2 separate regions of the Rattus norvegicus genome follow, and region 2 is linked to region 1. The links are chromatin contacts, called in public Hi-C maps. All regions are on one chromosome and are shown on one strand. Each heading gives the region's core, a stretch centred on a gene start, on an enhancer-like site or on the middle of the called end of the contact. The rest is flanking DNA. Distances are from core to core; before and after follow the strand shown.

The links. A called contact is a pair of places that touch in the nucleus more often than the background predicts.
Region 2: a Hi-C map of the A7r5 cell line shows a contact between it and region 1, with 4 times the contacts expected there. The contact joins two enhancer-like sites. A contact is called at or near these places in 3 of 12 Hi-C or Micro-C datasets (the A7r5 cell line, the Rat2 cell line and Schwann cells).

Annotation. Positions count from the first base shown.
Region 1 is chr13:79,201,438-79,207,664 of GRCr8, reverse strand. The region is part of intron 3 of Nme7 (NME/NM23 family member 7); the gene reads right to left. Among named protein-coding and RNA genes, the nearest start is that of Nme7, 14 kb to the right of the region's middle. Within about 2 kb of position 3,069, at least 4 of the 93 cell types and tissues checked have an H3K27ac peak or open chromatin away from gene starts, as enhancers often do. A contact at or near this core is called in the A7r5 cell line, where this site is marked.
Region 2 is chr13:79,605,323-79,611,549 of GRCr8, reverse strand. No RefSeq gene overlaps it. Among named protein-coding and RNA genes, the nearest start is that of Dpt, 48 kb to the left of the region's middle. Within about 2 kb of position 3,474, at least 10 of the 93 cell types and tissues checked have an H3K27ac peak or open chromatin away from gene starts, as enhancers often do. A contact at or near this core is called in the A7r5 cell line, where this site is marked.

The DNA.
Region 1 (6,227 bases), core at 1,820-4,319:
GGTGAACCGAAGGAGCTCTGTGTATGCACCCGGGGGAAGCTCGGGCAACCAGAGATATTCTGTCTAATAACTGGGGAGCAATTTTCTTTTCACACTGTATAATTCCCTTGGTTATACAATGATTTGTTTTATACTTTGAACTTACAAAATAGGCAAGGCATTTTATATTGAAGAAATCACTAATAACACATCAATATGAAACTCCTATTAACAAATTGTAGCTGTGAGAAATTAACTAGTGTGTTTTGGCTTCTCACAAAACTCAAAGGTGTTATGAAAATGTCAGAGCATTCCCATTCACATGGTTAACGTAATTTTGTTTTGTGGATTTTAAATTTTAATTTGCTCTTTAGAGACAGGACCTCATATAGCGTAAGTCATATGGCCAAGAGTGGGACTGCTGATTGTCTCTGCCTCTTCCTTTCAAGTGCTGGAGTCACAAAAACATGCCACCAGGCCCAGCATAAATTTTAAAGTCATATTACACACTACACTCAGTGTATTTGTCTAAAACAGATGGCCTAATGCCAGATACATACTCTAAAACTAAAGAATAATTACAGCTGGGTTTGCAGGACCATAGGAAGCTAAGAACTCTATTAAGGCTTGTGACAAAATGACATATTTTATTTAAGGATTTCTGGTATCAAAAATAAAGCACACAAAACTCTTTTCAAATCAATTACTGGATTTTTCGATTTAATGGCTCACAAGTGAAATAAAATCTTAAGGAGTTACTGCATTACAAATTATCTATTTTTTAAAATTTTGAATTAAATATTATATCATTCTTCCTCCTCCAACATCTCCCAATAGCTCCCAATTTTTATGCTTTTTCCTTTAGTTACTATTGTTACATATATATATATATATATATATATATATGCATAAATACAAGCTGCTCGGAGTTGTTAGTCTGTATATGATTTTAGGGTTCACCACTTGGCATTGGATAACCAATTAGTGGGCTCATTCCTGTGGAAGATTAATTAATTCTCTCTCTTAAGTTAGCCATTATAAATTACAACATTTCTCAAGACCAGCTGTGTTAATATACTTTTCTGATGTAACAAAACCCCTAATTAAAATTCCTTATGCTTTTCCAGGACCTGATATTCTGGTGAAGCTTCAAGAGGCCGGAGCAGAATTAAAAATAAGGAGTAAGTTTAGCAACATACTGACAGCATCATTCTTCAGGACCAAAACCTCATAAATGCAATCAAGGGAGGGTGAAATCGGGAGAGGGAGGTTGTTATTGCTTTGGGATGAGGGTACCAACTACCAAACCTTTCATAAATCAGCGGGGTCCACTGCTTACACTTGGCTGCTTTTATTAGGGTACTTAGTGCTCTAAAAACTACTACTATTTTAGCATACCTCTTCAAATCTTATTTAATTCTCCAGGTAATTAGAATCAAATATTACATTAAGTGTGGGGTGGAGGTATCATGAGATCCGCTAACACTACGGCAGTCGGTTTTATATGTATACAGCTAATAATCCTCAAAGCATACCTACAGTTTCGGTTTCTCCCTACATTCCAAACCCATATGAAAGCAGGCTCAGTGCTTACAGGGTCAAACAGCTGCTGGAAGCTAGACTTGGACTTGCGAACAAAGTTGAAAAATCACTATTCTGTCCAGATACCAAAAGCACTGAATCAAAGAGGAAAAGACAGAGTGAAGAGTTCTGAGGAGCCAGCAGAGGAACGATGGAGAGGAGGTGAGAACAGTGGTCTGCCTACACGGTACTCTGCAGAAAATGGCCTCCAAACCAACTTTTGTTTCTTCTAAGAACTCAATGTCTACTTCACCTCTTTCCATTTAAATACGGATCATATCTAACTGGATACTCAACTCGTGCATCATTATCTATTCCAAATATGGATCAACTTCTTTCCTCATACGAAATTCTATGGCAAATCCTGTGAACGCTACAAAGCGATTCCTATAGTTAAGCCATGTGTACCATGCTACCCACATGCATAAGCAAAGCCTTACGGCCCACACTGTGAGGGAGCCAGGGTGTAAAGGAGCAACCCTGTCAGTCAGGCACTGGCTGGAGACTTCGTTTGATCTACACAGCAGGATAATTTTTCCTTCACAGGTGATTCCACAGCCCAGAAACAACAGTGAGGCTGGGCAGTTGGATTCAGACGGGCTCCTAACCACAGTCCTTAAGAATGGTGAAATGTTCAGAGCACATAAGGAGCTTGCCAGCAAGGTTCGATGAACTGAGTTTCAACTCCGGGACCCGGACATAGAGAGCAATGACTCTAGAGAGTGGCTCTCTGACCTACACACACATGCACACATACACACACACACACACGCACACACACAAACACACAAACACACATAAATAAAATAACAAATATACAAAAAAGAAGGGAGGGAGGGAGGGAGGGAGGACAGGAATAGTGAAGAGAGACCTCTAAGAAAAGTCAGACTCGTTCACGCATACACACTGCACTTACACCTTCAGTTCTGAGCACCATATCCTGTCACCTTAATCCTCCACTAGAGCAAAACCAGTAACACAGCAACCAAAATCAGGCCATGTTCTCAGACACGAGTCTAACACAACTCTGAGTACACATATTGTATTACATGTTAGCATTTTACTGCTGTATTTCAATAAAATATTTTACAAGAGGTAGCAAGACATACTTGCTCGTACACAATGCTTCTTGTTTATCTAACAGCCAATGGAGGGATATGCTGCATTGTGGAGCAATGTCATGACCTAACTAACAACTGGACTCTCAGAATCTGCATATTAAGACTCAGCACTTGCTCCTTATCTGACTTAATAAATATCGGTTTCTGTGTGGCTACATTAAACCCTGAGGCAATAAAGGTTATAGTTCAACAGGTTATTAAACTAGTCTGAGCCTCTCGGTCTGCCTGTGACCGCCCTGAATGGGGTTGCACCTGAAGTCGTGGCACCTGAGTCCTGCCCACCCCAGCCAGCTGCTTCCAGTAAAGGAGAGTAAAGTGGTTGCCGAAGAACAAACTTTATTTTGCCCTGAACATTCCGAGAATACAGTGAGTCATTAAAAATGTATTACCAGCACGGAAGCAGCTAAGCCAGCAGTTCCTACCTTAGATACAGCGCGCTAAGCCCAGGGAATGGAAACACAGGGACCAAGTCAGGGTTTAAGCAGTGGGTCGTTTGTTTCACACTTGTCTTTTACAAGATGCTCTCCTAAAACCCAAACACTGGGGAAGCTAGTGCAAGACCAGTTTATGATTTAAACAAAAGCAAAACAGCAGTAGCCTAAAGGCAGAGGCAGGAAGATCACAAGTTCAAAGCCAGCCTGGGCTATCTACTAAGACAACTGTCTCACAGAAAACCAAACCAAAAGCTCAGTATACAAACTTGTGTGTTCCCCCAACTGTGATACTAAGGGATGCTCGCACTTCTTAAAGAGCAGAGGGGAGAAAAGCAGAAGAACACAGACACGGGGAGCAACCATCTAGAAAGGGGTTTTGTTTTTAAAACTTTTTCTTCTTGAGCCCCATCTTTTAAAAAAATCTCTTGACTTCTGAGATCACTGCCGTGTGAAAAGGCAATGTTACAGACTTGTATTAAGGGAAAGCTCTTGACAATCAAGTGCAAACTCGCCTCAGATATCTTAAAGCAAACAAGGTTGCTGGATTGCTGGGAAGTCTTCTCACACCAACTCCAGCCTGTCGGGAGTCGGGATATCTGAACTTGTGATTGGGTTTTCAGAGGCCCAGATATCAAAGGGATATTAACAATGAGGGAACAGAAATGTCGACAAGTGACTTGGCAAGAGCTCTGTGACTTGTTACCCAGCTCTGCTTTACAAGGACCCTTGTTTCCTTGTGGGACAGACGGATTTCTCACAGCACTGCACTGGCTTGTGCTCTGGTATGCTTGTGCAATTAAAATTCTCTTTATAACCAGATTATAGAAGATAGTGACTATCATTTCTTTTGAAAGTCCTTACTGGCCTGTGTAGTTCTGAGGCCTTTGAAATCTCAAATACTGAAATAAAGAAGGAAATACATGTATGATAGATAGATCTTGGTAAAATGGCAAAAATCAAATATTCAATATTTTAAAAGGTTCAAAAAATTTGTTATGTTTTTCTAGAAAGAATCTAAAGACCAGCTGTTCCCAGGCCAGCACCTTATAGAACATAGCTGACATGGTGTTAGGTAAAGCCAGAGCAAGGGCTACCCTTAGGTAATGCTTGACATCAACTATGCACAAAAGTAAGAGAAGAAATGGATCTGAGACGAAACAAAAATGCTGGATCTAAAAATCCGTAGCATTCTAAAGTATATACTATTTATGCTTAATATTCAATTACAGAACTGACTACAGTTCAACCATAAACCATGTGATAGCAGAGAAAATACCAATATAAATGCTACCTAAGCTTTACATTGCCAAGGTCATAAGCACACTGGAGGGTGTGGAGTTATGCCTGTCTTTAACCACCACACCACTGGGCCTGGAAATGTATGCTCGGGACATTTTCCACTTGTCCGTGCAGATCCTCAGTCAGAGGCTGCAGTCAGGCCTGGCCTGTGCAGGGAGTGGCCTTTGTGACTTCACCACAGGACTCCCTTACCTTGCATCTTTCACATGGATTTGCTGGGAGGAGACAATGGCTGCATCCAGAGCGCTAGGGTGAGATGCTTACTTGCCCAGCTCCCAGTCAGATCCCATTTAGTTGCTGAGATCCACTGGAGCGCAGAGCTCCCGTCTGACAGCCCCTCTGCTCCAGCCGATCTCTGACAGCTCTCAAACGTTTGACCCTGAGAAGCCCCACTAGCTCTCTGCTCTGGCCAGTCCCTACTCCTGCTACCTGCAGCTCTGTCAGCTTCTCTAACTCTGCCCATACCTTTGCAATTCAGCCCTTATTCTGCTTCTTCCCCACAGATATCTGTACCTGTGTCCAACTAGGATCAAGGAGTGAGTGGTAGGTACTCCAGAAGCCCTCGTGCTTCACATTTGCAGTTCTAGAACATTTCCCCGGCACAGCGCACAGCGATGGGACTGTGGTGACTTGTGATTTTGACATCATGCTCTAGAAAGCTTTGCTTGACACCGTACTGCAGGGGTGTAGACCTATGCTTCATTGTAAGAGACTTTGGATTTGGGGTTTTATATTTGGGTCTATGATTTTTTTTTGAGCTACTTAAGAGTCTAAATTGATCCCTGTAATGCAAATATTTAATTATCATAGCAAACACTTTTTCCTCACGGAATGGTGCTGGCATTATTGTTACAAATCAATTTATGCCAAGAGTTTACCTCTGAGCCCTGAACTCTGTTCCACCCATCATGAAGCCTATCCCAGGGCTGCATCACACTGTCTAGAACAGAAACTTTATACCTTTTTCACTCAGGAAAGGCAAGTCTTCCAGTTTCATATTTTTCAGCAATGATCTTGGCTGGGACTCAGGAGACAGCTCAGTTGGCAACCTGCTCACCATGCAAGCATGAAAGCTGGGTTGGGTTCCTAGCACACATGTAAAATAACCGGCTATGGCAGCGCATGCCCGTTATTCCAGCACTTGAGAGGTGGAGGTGGGGAGCCAGATCTCTGAGGTTTGCTAGCCAACCAACCTAGCCTTGAAGTGAGTTCCAGGTTCAGAGAAAGCTAAGATGGGAAATAAATGAGGCAGATGCCCAGTGTTGACCTCTGGCCTCCACACACACACACACACACACACACACACACACACACAGAGAGAGAGAGAGAGAGAGAGAGAGAGAGAGAGAGAGAGAGAGACTGTCTTGGCTAATTTCAGTACTTCATGCTACCATATCAAACGTAGAACACGCTTGTCAGTTCCTGCAAATACAGCCTCTGGGAGTTTAACAGGGAGTGCACTCAGTCTATTTACCCCATTGGAACATCAAGTGTTCTAGTGCACGAACAGTGTCTCCACTTCAACCAAACCCTGCCAGATCTGTCTTCTAACTACCTGTCTGCGATCATCTCCTACAATGGTCACTCATGCAGACTTCACCCTAACCACGTAACTCTCCGTATGCACCCCAGAACCTTCCACACCAGTCCTACCTTCTTCCTGGAATGTTTCCCTCCACCACCTCCATGGCTCATTCGTTCTCATCCCCAACCCTGCGGCACTTGCATCGTCTTCCCTATGAGAGAGACCTTGGCCACCTTCCTTGAAATCCTATCGACTGCTCACAACATCCATCACTCATTCTCCCTATAG
Region 2 (6,227 bases), core at 2,225-4,724, 400 kb before region 1:
TGCCTTCTTCAGACACACCAGAAGAGGGCATCGGATCCCATTACAGGTGGTTGTGAGCCACACTGTGGCTTCTGGGAATCGAACTCAGGACCTCTGGAAGAGCAATCAGTGCTCTTAACCACTGAGCCATCTCTCCAGGCCAGTAATACTTCTTTTCTTTTTTTTTTCTTTTTCTTTTTTTTTTATTAACTTGAGTATTTCTTATATACATTTCGAGTGTTATTCCCTTTCCCGGTTCCGGGCAAACATCCCCCTCCCCCCTCCCCTTCCTTATGGGTGTTCCCCTCCCAACCCTCCCCCCATTGCCGCCCTCCCCCCATAGACTAGTTCACTGGGGGTTCAGTCTTAGCAGGACTCAGGGCTTCCCCTTCCACTGGTGCTCTTACTAGGCTATTCATTGCTACCTATGAGGTCAGAGTCCAGGGTCAGTCCATGTATAGTCTTTAGGTAGTGGCTTAGTCCCTGGAAGCTCTGGTTGCTTGGCATTGTTGTACATATGGGGTCTCGAGCCCCTTCAAGCTCTTCCAGTTCTTTCTCTGATTCCTTCAACGGGGGTCCTATTCTCAGTTCAGTGGTTTGCTGCTGGCATTCGCCTCTGTATTTGCTGTATTCTGGCTGTGTCTCTCAGGAGCGATCTACATCCGGCTCCTGTCGGTCTGCACTTCTTTGCTTCATCCATCTTGTCTAATTGGGTGGCTGTATATGTATGGGCCACATGTGGGGCAGGCTCTGAATGGGTGTTCCTTCAGTCTCTGTTTTAATCTTTGCCTCTCTCTTCCCTGCCAAGGGTATTCTTGTTCCCCTTTTAAAGAAGGAGTGAAGCATTCACATTTTGATCATCCGTCTTGAGTTTCATTTGTTCTAGGCATCTAGGGTAATTCAAGCATTTGGGCTAATAGCCACTTACCAATGAGTGCATAGTAATACTTCTTTTCAAAGAAAGCCAGCACCCCATTCATCACCATTTCCCCCATATCTTGCACAACTGGCTTATAACATGCATTCTTGAAATTATCTATCAGATAAATTTTTGAATGTTTTAGAAAACAAAACAAAAACAAAAACAAACAAACAAAAACTTGACACTCAGGATGATCAAAAGCCTTGACCAAAGTCCTTTGCCAAGTAAATAAATGGTAAATCCTAGCCCTTAGTGCCCCTCCCCCCTTACCTCTCCTCTCTCTCCGTAGCCCTGGCTCTGCTTTTCTATATGGTGAGGGCTCATAGTTGTGTGCTTTCACTCCACAGCTCTCTTCAGAAGTGAAGAATCACATCTAATGGTACATCAACCTTTCTTTCTACAAGGACTACACCCAAACTTAGCACCATTTAACTAATTCAGACTCTGTGCTCCAATTCGCCTAAGCATGTCCAACTGGCTTGGGAACATTGCAATTCATCTTTGATCCCAGCACTCTGGAGGAGAGGTGAGCAGATCCCTGTAAATTCAAGGTCAAGCCTGGTCTATACAGAGATTTCCAGGTCACAGTGATATTGTAAGATGCTGAATTAAAAACAAAAGAGGGAGAATTAATAGAGGAAGACACCCAATGTCTGTCTCTGGCTTCTGCATACACATATACCTGTGTCTGCACACAGATGCACACGTATATACGCACATACATATAAAGAAGAAAGAGAAAAAGAAGAAAGGGAGAAAGAAAGAAAATCAGTCTAGCTGAATTGACCTGCAACCAGATCTTGTTCCCAAACAGTGTGCCATGTGCTAATCAGAGATGAGCAGAGGATGTTGGGAGAGAAGAGGCCCAGCTCTACCAGGAGGACCAGTTAAAAACAGAAGTGGTTACATAAAAGGGTTGACAGTAACAATCCCAACACTATTCTTCTTTAGAGCTAGGACATCAGCAGTCAGTTGAGAGCCGTGTTCCCTCTTCAGGTGGAAGGTGTTCTTGACTTTGGCTGTAAACATCTGCCATTCCTATTTAGACATCTCGGCAAGAGCTGCACAATCATCCCGTTTGGGCTTCCAGCTCAGTTACTCTGTTGCAAGCTTTGACTCTGCAACTCCCGGGTAATAAAACACAAGAGCATAGCTTGAAAATAGAGTGTGCATCTGCTGTGGATTCTTATTTTGGTTTAATGAGGACTTGCTGTTTCCTGAATCCCTATAATCATTTGATGAATCGTGCTGGTGACTTGCTATGCAGGCTTTGAACATGTGGTACCCATTAGGGGTACAGCGGCGGGGGTGGGGTGGGGTGGGGGGGAACTCACCCTCTTCCCCATGAAAGCGATCTTCTAGTGAAATGTCTTAAGGACAAATGTGTGTATCAATTGCTGGTTGTTTAGAGAAACAACGTAGCAATGGACATTTGCTTCGTTGAAGGAAGAGCGGATTGGCTCCACCTCATACTGAATACTCTCAGTTCTGTGTCCTAATGCCTGCCTGTGTTAGCATAGTAGGGGATAAAACACCTCAACGCTCACAGCATTTCTCAAAAGAGAGCCATATCCACACACAGGAAAGGCAAGCTGTGACCAGGGCTGTCCTGGGCATAATTATCCCTTTCATTTGTTTATGCTGGCTCAATTTGCAAAGAACTTCCATAGGCATTGCCTTGATTGGTCCTCACAATGGTCCTGAGTGATAGATGCTAATGTCTTCATTTTGAAGTTACAGATGATATAGGATCAGAAGATTAAATATCTTGTTCAACTTCCCACAAGCTAGAGATTAATACGGAATTCTAAATCCTAGCCCCACAGCTAAAGGTCACAGGAAACTGAGAACTTATACAGATACCATGAACTTTAAGTTTTGAGGACAACATGTGTCTTCAACTGTGGCTCCACCTTCCAGATCGGTAGAGTCAAAAGAAGGAAAGGAGTCCCCGAGAAAGAGGAAATACCTAAACAAAGAAATCTGAGGTGTCTGAGGTGGAGAGAGACAGGTAAGAAGCGTGATGTGTTTATGTCATCAAAACCAATGCATTAAATAAAAACTGTGGCTTTAAACTTTAAGCCGTTTGTATGTTTCAAAAGTATTCTTATTCTCACAGACTACTGATCCTGGAGAAAACGTACATGCAAAAGAAGTGAGACAAAAAGGAGTGTCTTAAATAGTAGCCCTATTATGAGGTCCATGTGAGTTTGAGAGGAGTGGGGTTTTATTTTGGTTTATTTATATTTCTATTGCTCTATCGATTGGCCTCAGGTAAGTCAGCTCTAGATTGTGGGGATCAAACTGCTCTAAAGAAATCAATGTGTTCAGAGGTATTCGACACGGAGCTAGTGCCTGACAGTGTATTGAAAAGCTCAGAGTCCGCAGGAATGCCTTGCTTTTACCTGGTGAGTGTTCTCCGGTGGGCATGTGGTGTGTGAGGCTGACGAGAGATGCTTATGGGCTTGGAAAGGATTGAGAGGTTTAAGGAAAATGAAGTGAGTTCTCTGTGTGAGGTGCTGGGCTGTGCTGACTCATCCTAATTCTGAAGTAAACCAACCCCTCCCCATGGAAGAAGGAAGGCAGACTGTGGAGGCAGATGCTGCTCTTAGCGCCAAGGCAGACAGAAGTGCAACAATTGGATGTTGACTGACTCTAATGTGTTCCTGGCAAGAGACAGACAGACACACACACAAAAACCATGATGTCACTCAACCCTGGCATCGGGCTTTGGACAGAGCAAATGTATCACAAACGTGTTTACAGGCAGTCAGAGCTCTTCAAGGAGTTAAGTAGCCAGCTTGAAGACTGCTACCTGTGACAGAGCCAGAGGCCTATCTGATCTCTAAATCTATGGCAACTTTATATTATAGGAGTAAACATTTTAATATACAGGCTCATAACTGGTCAGAGTACTACAAATAATTGACAGTGGCATACTCAGCCCTAAATGGGCTATTAATTGCCTATCAGAGCCAGAGAATGGAAAGGGTGTACCACAGTAGGTGGCGTCTGAACTTGGCATGGCCTTTGCGTTCATGAACTCAGGCAGATGTGTTTTCCTCCATAAGATCTGAATAAGACTGGCCTGGCCAACCATCCTTCATGGCTAAGGGAGGAGCTCATGAGGTTCTTCCTTCCCTGGAGACTATTGTCAGTCAATGAATGAAGCAAATGTCATTTTCTTCAGTAGCCACAGATAAGTTGCTCACGCTCCAGGAAATAACCTTGAGCCTGTGTTCATGCAATCCTAATTAAACTCAGTGGCTCTCTCTCTCTCTCAATGGCAAGGATTTAGGAGGCTCGCTTCTTGGGAATGAAAGAAATGTTTCAGCAGCCAGAGTGTGAATATTAGTTACTTTCCTATTGCTGTGATAAGACAGCGTCACCAAGGCCACTCAGAGAGGAAAGGGTTTAATTGGGGCAGATAGTTCCAGACAGTTCAGAGCCTATCGCCGTCATAGCAGGCAACATAGCAGCAGGCAAGCAGGTATGTCCCTGGAGCAGAAGCCGAGAGCTCACATCCAGATCCATAAACAGACAGCAAAGAAAGCTGATTGACTGGAGTCTTTGGAAACTGCAAAGTTCTTCCCTAGTGACATTCCCCTTCCAGCAACACTGCCTCTCCTGATCTTCCCCAAACAGCCACTAGCTGGGGATGGAGAATTTAAATCCCTTGCAACCTTTTGTTCAAATAAACACAGGAAGAGAGTGAGAGAAAGAAATGGGGGTGGAAACAACCAAAATTCATTGTCTATGTGCATGACATTGTAAAGGAATAAAAATTAAATAATCAAAGAGATGGTCATTTTGTCAGTTTCTTAGATATTAACCAGTGCAGTAGAGATGCTAAACACAAACCTGAAAAGTTTGCAAAGATCATAAAGTGTTTCATGTACTAGTGTGAGCATGTGTGCCCGTGTGGGGGAAGTGTGCATGGTGCGTGTGTGTGTGTGTGTGTGTGTGTGTGTGTGTGTGGTGTGTGTATGTGGTGTGTGTGTGTGTGTGTGCATATGTGTGGTGTGTGTGTATGTGTGGTGTGTGGTGTGTGTATGTGGTGTGTGTGTGTGTGTGCATATGTGTGGTGTGTGTGTATGTGGGGTGTGTGGTGTGTGTATGTGGTGTGTGTGTGCATATGTGTGGTGTGTGGTGTGTGTGTGTGTGTGGTGTGTGGTGTGTGTATGTGCTGTGTGTGTGTGCATATGTGTGGTGTGTGTTATGTGGCATGTGTGTGTGTATGTGGTGTGTGTGTGTGTATGTGCATATGTGTGGTGTGTGTGTATGTGGTGTATGTGTGTATATGTGGTGTGTGTGTGCATATGTGTGGTGTGTGTGTATGTGGGGTGTGTGGTGTGTGTGTGTGTGTATGTGGGGTGTGTGTGTGTGTGTGTGTGTGTATGTGTAAACATAGGTCCTCCTGAGGTACAATTCTACTTAATTGCCTTGTAGGTGGCTGATTGAGCAGCACAGTTGGTAGAATGACTAGTCTCTCTCTCTCTCTCTCTCTCTCTCTCTCTCTCTCTCTCTCTCTCTCTCTCTCTCCCCCCTGAATTATCCATTTTTATCTAAAAGTGAACTGACCAGATACATGTGAGCCTTATTCTGAATCAATTTATTGATCTGGCTGTTTATCAACGGTCTGCATCTTGATATTACTGGAGATTTACAGTAAGTCAGAGAGCTTAATTCTTCCAACATCTTACATCTTCCGCATGGTCTCATTGATGGTTTTAGTTCTTTTGAACTTTGACATAAAGTTCTAAATCAGCATAGCAATTCCTGTAAAAACACCTTCGGGGCCTTGGGTAGTACTCTCCGGAACCCATTCATCATTTGGGGGAGCATTGACATTTTAAAACCTTTTGTTTGGAAATAACTATAGATTTAGAGGAAGATGCAAAAGTGATACAGAGACACGTATCCCTCAACTTATTTATCCCAACATTTTTATAATACAGTAAACATTAAAGCCAATAATTTGCCATGTATTGTGTGTGTGTGTGTCTTTCTTTTTTCCTTTTTTTGTTTGGTTTTTATTTTTTGTTTGTTTGTTTGGTTGGTTTGGTTTTTTTGGGTTCTTTTTGGTTTTTGGTTTCTTTTTTTGTTTATTTGGTTTTTTTTTTGTTTGTTTGTTTTTTTTTTTTGTTTTTTGAGACAGGGTGTCCCTGTTTTAGCTCTGGCCCTCCTGGAATTCACTCTGTAGACTAGGCTGGTCTTGAACTCACAGAGTTCCACCTGCCTTTGCCTTCCAAGTGCTGGGATTAAAGGCATGCGCCAACACCGCCTGGCTGTGATATGTGTTCTATATCTTTGCAACACATGGAGA